Linked DNA regions of Sus scrofa: region 1 is linked to region 2. Evidence: chromatin contacts called from public Hi-C data. All regions are on one chromosome and are shown on one strand. The core of a region is the stretch at or near the end of the contact, and the rest is flanking DNA. Distances in the headings are between cores, read along the strand shown. Region 1 holds the start of SNX13 (sorting nexin-13). Region 2 holds the start of AHR (aryl hydrocarbon receptor).

Region 1 (3,415 bases), core at 370-2,869, 580 kb before region 2:
AGATGAAACAGAAGTGAGAGATATAGCTTGTAGGTCTTTGGTGGAAAGATCCTTCCAGATAAAGAGACTAGTCAGTGAAAATGCCCCAGGCTAGAGGATGCCTTACAGTTACAGGAGCAAGATAGCTAGAACCAAGTGCTTATTAGAAATGAGGTCAGAGAGGTGCATGTGGGTTGGGACAGGGAGGCTAGTCAGCATAGGTTTTTTTTTTTTTTTTTTTTTTTAGGTCACAGAAAGAATTCTGGCTGAGAAAACCTGGAGTTAATGAATTTGGCTTGCTTCTAGGTTTATGGACAAACTTCTAAATGTTAAAAGCATATTAATGTCATTTCACAGGTTGGTACAGATCTCAAGTTGTGTCTACAGTTATTTTACCTTAAAAATAAGTAAAAATGCTTTGCTTCTGGCATGAGGAAAATGTGAAAGAAGACTACTCAGGCCAGACACCTAAATTACAGTTTTAATTTACTAGTTGGTGTCTTAAATATTGATAAGCCTCCTCTGTTTTCTTATTTATAGGTTGGAACAGTTATCTTTTTCCAGGTTCCTTGTGGTCTCTAGTATCTCTTCATTTCCCTTAATGTCTTAGGCCAGATAGTATTTTCCAATCTTATTTTCTGTTTGTGGCTTATTCTGTCAATACCAGTAACAGATTTTTTTTCTGTTGCAGAGGTCAGAATCTTGCCGGCCCAGTAATATGGAAATTATATATCAGATGAAGATTAAAACAACAGCAAGGAGTTCCTGTGGTGACTCAATGGTTAACAAATCCTACTAGGAACCATGAGGTTAGGTTGATGGTTCGATCCCTGGACTTGCTCAGTGGGTTAGGCCCACTGAGCCTACAGCTCTGATTCAACCCCTAGCCTAGGAACCTCCATATGCCGCGGGAGCCGCTCAAGAAATGGCAAAAAGACAAAAAGACAAAAAAAAAAAAAAAAAAAAAAAAATTGAAAGTAAAACAACAGCAAAACTACTTTTCTCAATTAGTTGAACTGAGTAAAATCAGGATTTATTTTGAATTCCCACCTACCAAAATGAACCATTCGGCTTCCTTGATGAAGACACAACGGAGGTAACACAAGGTTTGTAAGGCCTTTACTTAAGGGTTTGAGAATTTAAAAGTAATGTATTAAGTAAATTTCATTTTACACAATAGTACTATTGTTAAGAAAGGGGAAGCGGGAGATTCTTAGCTTTACAGAATGCCTTTGTTTCACCTTAAAAGAGATGGAAGGATTCTGTGTGTCAAGTCTGAAAACTCACTTGTCAATTTCCTTGTAAACTTGTTTCTAACGTACAGCAGGGCAACACACACTTTGACAGCAGGTTCAGGTAAATTACAACCATTACAATTCAGGTAGAGGTGATTGCATTTATTTTCACACATTGTAACTCATCTAGCAACAGATTCAGGGGCTTTTATGCACACTGTTGCATTAAGTTGGGACTATTTGTGTCAATACCTGCTGAAATTTGCTCACCATCACACACACAGTATCAAGAAACTAGTAAAGCACAGATTGCGGTTAAAAAGCAAAATAGGCTTAGACTTAGATTTTTTTTTTTTTTTAAGAGGTCTTTTATGAGGAGCAAGACGAAGCCCTCGTTGTTATACAGGTGCTGGCCAATCACCAAATCAGCGAAAGTAAAGCTGATATGCTGGTATCACTTCCACAACCTGTCGCGCACCCCAGTAGAGAACTTGCTAAGGATTGGTAAAGACAAAGGAAAGTTTCTGTCAAAGTTTAGCAGGAGAGAGCGGCTGAGCGGGGAGAAGTGTCAGATCACATTTAAGCCCAGACCGTGGAGGAAGCCGAACATCCCCTTTCTGCTCTTTGGTCGCCGCGGAGCCAGGGAAATGCGAGAGGGAAGTTTTTCTACTGGACATCTGCCGCCTTGTCCCCGAGACGCGGGAGGTTCACAGCGCCATCAGTGCAAGTCTCGGCCGCCGCCGGTCTTGCTCCACCCCAGGGTCAGCCGACCCCGGCGTGCGGCGGAGGAAGAGCGGCCGCCGCAGGCATGCACGCCTGCTCCCAGGTGGACCCAGCGCTGGGGCGTTTCTGAACTCCCCTCGGTCCCCGGTCGGCCAGTGAGCCCAGCGGCGGAACCCTTGAAGCAGGCGCCTAGTGGATCTCCGGCCATCCGCCTCCGCCTCCTCGCGCGCCGGCGCTATGGCGACAGTCACGAGACGCCAGCTGCCCCGGCGCCCGCCAATGGGAGCGCACGTCGCGGGGAGACGCGGACGTCGCTCTTCCAAGATGGCGGCGCGTCCGTCGCGAGCAGCCGGGCCGGGGGGAAGCCAGCGAAGCCGAGTAAAGCCGCCGCCCGGGAGAGGACTGAAGGAGCTGTCGCCGCCGTTGGCGGCGGCTTGGGCAGTTTTCGCTGCTGCTACGGCTGTTGCCATGCGGCGAGGCTAGGGAGGAGCTCACTTCCCCGGGGTGTAATAATGTTAACAGAGGTAAGCGGCGACGGCGGCCAGTGTTTACCCGTGAAATGGGGAAGGGGCCGACCCCGGCTAGTCAGATAACATCATTTCTGCCGCCGCCAGGCCGGACCATAGGCAGCAGGCCCTGGGGCCGGAGGAGCAGCGGGGGTCCTACAAGTGCCCCCTGAATAAGAGCTGTGCTGACTCAACAGAGTCCCACCACCTCTGGCTTCCTGTGCCTCTTTCGCAGTTGCCACTTGCCCCTGGCACTGATCTTCCTCCTGCTGTCGCTACTGCCTAACCTGCCGCTCCCTTCGTGGCGTCTCCTTACACGCTCTCTGTGGCAGCGTTAGGTCTCTCTGCGTTGCTGCTGGTTCCTGTTCCCCTACGGTTTGTCCGAGGTCTCTGCCTTCTCGGGTCCTGGCCTCCAGGGCCCTCCACCTCCAAGCTCGGTCAGCATCCTGGGTTTGTCACTCAGCCAGACTGGCTTGTTTCCCACCCCCTACTTTGACTACTTGGTGAAGAGGACCTTTTTCTCAGGGGACACTTGGATAGCCCAGTTATGTCACCTCCCTCTCCCACACCCCGTCATTTTTCGCTTAATTCGTGGGTATGAGAAAGTTCATTTTAGCATCTCACCTCTTGATTTGCTCAAGGCTGCCTTGGTACTCTCAGTGGGACAGTTTTTTTGCTTTGGTCCTGAAATGGAAGTAGGGCAACTATGACGAGCCAATCAGTTTCTCTTTCTAGTGCTTGATGTCCATTGCAAAAAGCAGACTTTTTGAAGAAGTTTGCCTTTATTAGCAGTACTTTTAAGGGGAAGAACGAAATTGATGTAACTAGGTACTTGATCCCAGTTAACAGTTACGTGTTGTGGTATACGCTTGTAGATTTGAGGAAATATCTTAGAAGCTACTCGGAGTCCTGTGAAGATTCCAGTGTCAGCTGTCAGGGACTAGTTTGGGCATTTTTGAGGGCTGAACTAAG
Region 2 (3,201 bases), core at 108-2,607:
TATAATCACTGAGATTCTAAAAGGAAATTAAAACTCCAGAATAATGAAACTTTTAAATTGGTCTTGAATACTAAACATAATCTATTATTTTTCTGGTTTGGACTAGTGACCTAAATTAAGTTTTAAGCCAAATGCACACTTCTGATTTGTTTTGAGTAAACGTTTAATGAGTGTGTTCTTAAAATTGTCTCTGAAATTTTGAAAAATGTGAAGTAAAATAACTCAGGGATAATAATGAGAAATAAACACATGAATACTGCCAACTCACAAAAGTAAATCTGTCTCGAGCACAGATTTTTCTTTTTCCTGACAACAATTACTTTAAAGAATTTGCCATCTCACACAAATATACCACCAAAACAAACAAAAAGTCCAAGTTTGTAATCTATCAGAATTGACAAAACTTGGAAGTGGAGGGGAAAGGGAATTACAGAAAGATGCTAAGAATGAAAACGTCTGTTTCAACGATTCCAGCTTCAAATCTTTTACTTTACAGACCCTAAAACCACCTCCAAAGTTATAAGAAAGCTCCCCCAAAAGGTGGCTGAAAATACAAATCCGCTCCTGTATCCTGTCTACTACTCTCTCAAACCTGCTACCATCTCTACACATTTTACCGATATGTTCACGCTGAGCAATACAAATTTACTGCCAAATAAGTAAATAAGAGTGCAACAGAAAGCCCGCTGCACTGGACCAAAAAATACCTTCAGAGGCACTCGGCCCCCTTCTTGCAGAAAGCACGTGTTTAGCTCTTTAAAGCATCTCGCCCTACCAGGAGTGAGAATGGTGACCGTCCTCTAACCTAAGCGAGGAGGATATTAAATGTGAAAGGGGATTTCAAGACAAGCTTAGGTTAACTAATCCACCAACCCCACAAGGCAGACCAGAGCTGTCAACATAATAGAACCACAGCACAGTGAACAGTGCAGCAAACGAGTGGGGTGTGAGAGGGTGGGTGTGCGCTGGAGAGCGGTACAATTTTTTGAATGCAATAATTAAACACGGAAAAATCCAAAGCCCGGGTCTTTCGACCCGCCTCCAAATCTCGATTCCACCGACTGCGCCTAGAAGGGACCTAATCCCCTGACCGCGGGGATTTGGGGGCGGGGTGGGGCCGCCTCCCACACCCGCGCACCAGAGCGCCCACCCCGCCTCGAGATTGCACTCCGGACACTCACGTTTTCTGCACGGGCTTCCGCCGCTTGCGACTGGCGTAGGTGATGTTGGCGCTGCTGCTGTTCATGGTGCCTGGCTGGCGGCGGCTCCTCCCCGAGCGCAGACAGCCCGGTCTTCGAGACCCGGCGGCGACCCGGACGGCGGCAGCGGCCGGGGCCCGGTTGCACACAGCCGCGCCCGCTCCACCTGCGCGCTCCCTGGGCGGTGGCAAAGACGCCGCACCCGGCCTGAGCCTTGGGTCTCGCAGCTCCGCGCGTCCAGGTGCGCCGCCGGGGCCTGGCGCCGGGGGGCGAGGGGCGGAGACCGGTGACCCAGGCGGCGCAGGTGCCGTCTATACCAGCGGAGGGGGCGCGGCGCTGCCCGCAGGTGAGGCGGCCTGAATGGAGGAGGAGCCTCTGCTGCCTGTTTGGAATCCCGGCCTGGGTCGCGCGCTGTGGCGCCGCGCCCCGTGACCGTCGCTGCGGCCCCTTGGGTCAGGGAGGCGCCGCCGCGCTGCTCCCGGGGCTTCCCCGATCCTGGGTGCTTCCCGCCTGGGAGCTTGGGCTCCGGCCTCCGCTCCCGGTACCACCAGCTTCCGCTTGGCTACGCGGCTGCCTCTTGTCCGAGCCGGTGGTCGCGGACACGCTCTCGGCACCTAGCGTCGAGTGGCCTCGCCTTGCGCTGCCTCCCGCCGCTGCTCGCACCGGCTGAATAGCAGAAGAGCCCCCGACCCCTCTCCAGCCCCGCCCAGCTCCTCATAGCCCCGCCCCGTCCTACTTGGCCCCGCCCTCATTACATTCTCTTAGTAACCACCTTCCCGACACGTGATGACGTAAGACGTAATGACACCCCCCAGTAGCCATCTTATTGAGGTCAAGGTAAGGGCTATGTGGACACACTTCCAACCCAGAAAGATACTCAGAAAGATACTTGACAACAAATTACTTGTAGCCAAACTGTTTGTAACTAGACAATCTCAAGGACAGATGTGCTAAATAGTGAACTTAACCTTACCTATAAAAGAGACAGTAACTCAATTTTTGGCTAAGAATTACTGTCAGCTGGCAGATAACCAGTGGAACTATAAATATTCCTAGAGAAAGCTTCAGGAGGCCACATCTGAGTTCAACCTGAAGGCAAGGCGTTTTCTTGTCTTCTTGTTTTGGTTTGTTTTTTGTCTCCACAATAAACAGTATAATATCTTTTGCCCAGCCAGAATAACTTTGTTACTCTATACTGAGATTTCAATAAGGTGGAAAGGAAGAAGAGCTGCAGGAGACATTTAAGGATAAGTAGTCTGGTATGGTTGGAGAGAAAACTGGAAATGAGATTCAAGAATTCTAGGATCAAATCATAAAGTCTTGGTCAAGAGTCCAGGTTTTATTCTGTAGTCAATGGAAGCCTTTTAAAGATGCATAGCAGAAAAGCAACATTCCGGTGTCTCACAAAAGTCACTCTGGAAGGAAAGTGCAAACTGGATTACAGGAGAGAAAGATTGGATGCAGGGAGAGTAGTAAGGGAGTTGAAATAGTCCAGGTAAAATCCAGGGAAGTGACAATGGGATGGAGAAAAGGAAGAAAAGATGGACAATAAGGAAATACATGGAGAGAGAGAGCGATCATAAATGACCCCAAGATTTCTGACTCCTTCTGCGCTGTTAACCAGAGTAGGGAGCACAGTGAGAGGAGTACATTTGCTTGTCAGGAGCAGAAAGGCATCCAGACTGGGACATCCAGATGACATCTCACACCATATCCATTCCTACATTTTCAAACGTCATCAAGCCATTTCCACCTGGTGAGTTTTACCTCAGATTCACAATGTTGATAAATTGAACTCATTGTTTTCTTTAGCTGAAAATTTTCTCTAATCCACCTATGAAACATCTTCAACTCTCTTTCCACTTATATCTAAATATTCCAGCAAATACTATTAAATTTTGTGCTTTGCAAAATTCCTAATTCATCTCCCTCCACCTTATTCTTTAATAATAACAGAGAGAGCCCAGCTCAAATGCCATATCATTTGTGATTCCTAACCCAA

The links. Hi-C and Micro-C count contacts between places; a contact is called where the count stands out from the background.
Region 1: a Hi-C map of heart right ventricle shows a contact between it and region 2, with 4 times the contacts expected there. The contact joins the promoter of SNX13 here to the promoter of AHR in region 2. A contact is called at or near these places in 3 of 47 Hi-C or Micro-C datasets (embryonic fibroblasts, heart right ventricle and liver).

What each region holds. Positions count from the first base shown.
Region 1 is chr9:87,085,404-87,088,818 of Sscrofa11.1, reverse strand. SNX13 (sorting nexin-13) reads left to right here and starts at 1,619. Exons shown (of 26, transcript XM_005667667.3): 1 at 1,619-2,461. The coding sequence starts at 1,862.
Region 2 is chr9:86,510,022-86,513,222 of Sscrofa11.1, reverse strand. It overlaps AHR (aryl hydrocarbon receptor), which reads right to left and starts at 1,357. Exons shown (of 11, transcript NM_001303026.1): 1 at 1,182-1,357. The coding sequence starts at 1,246.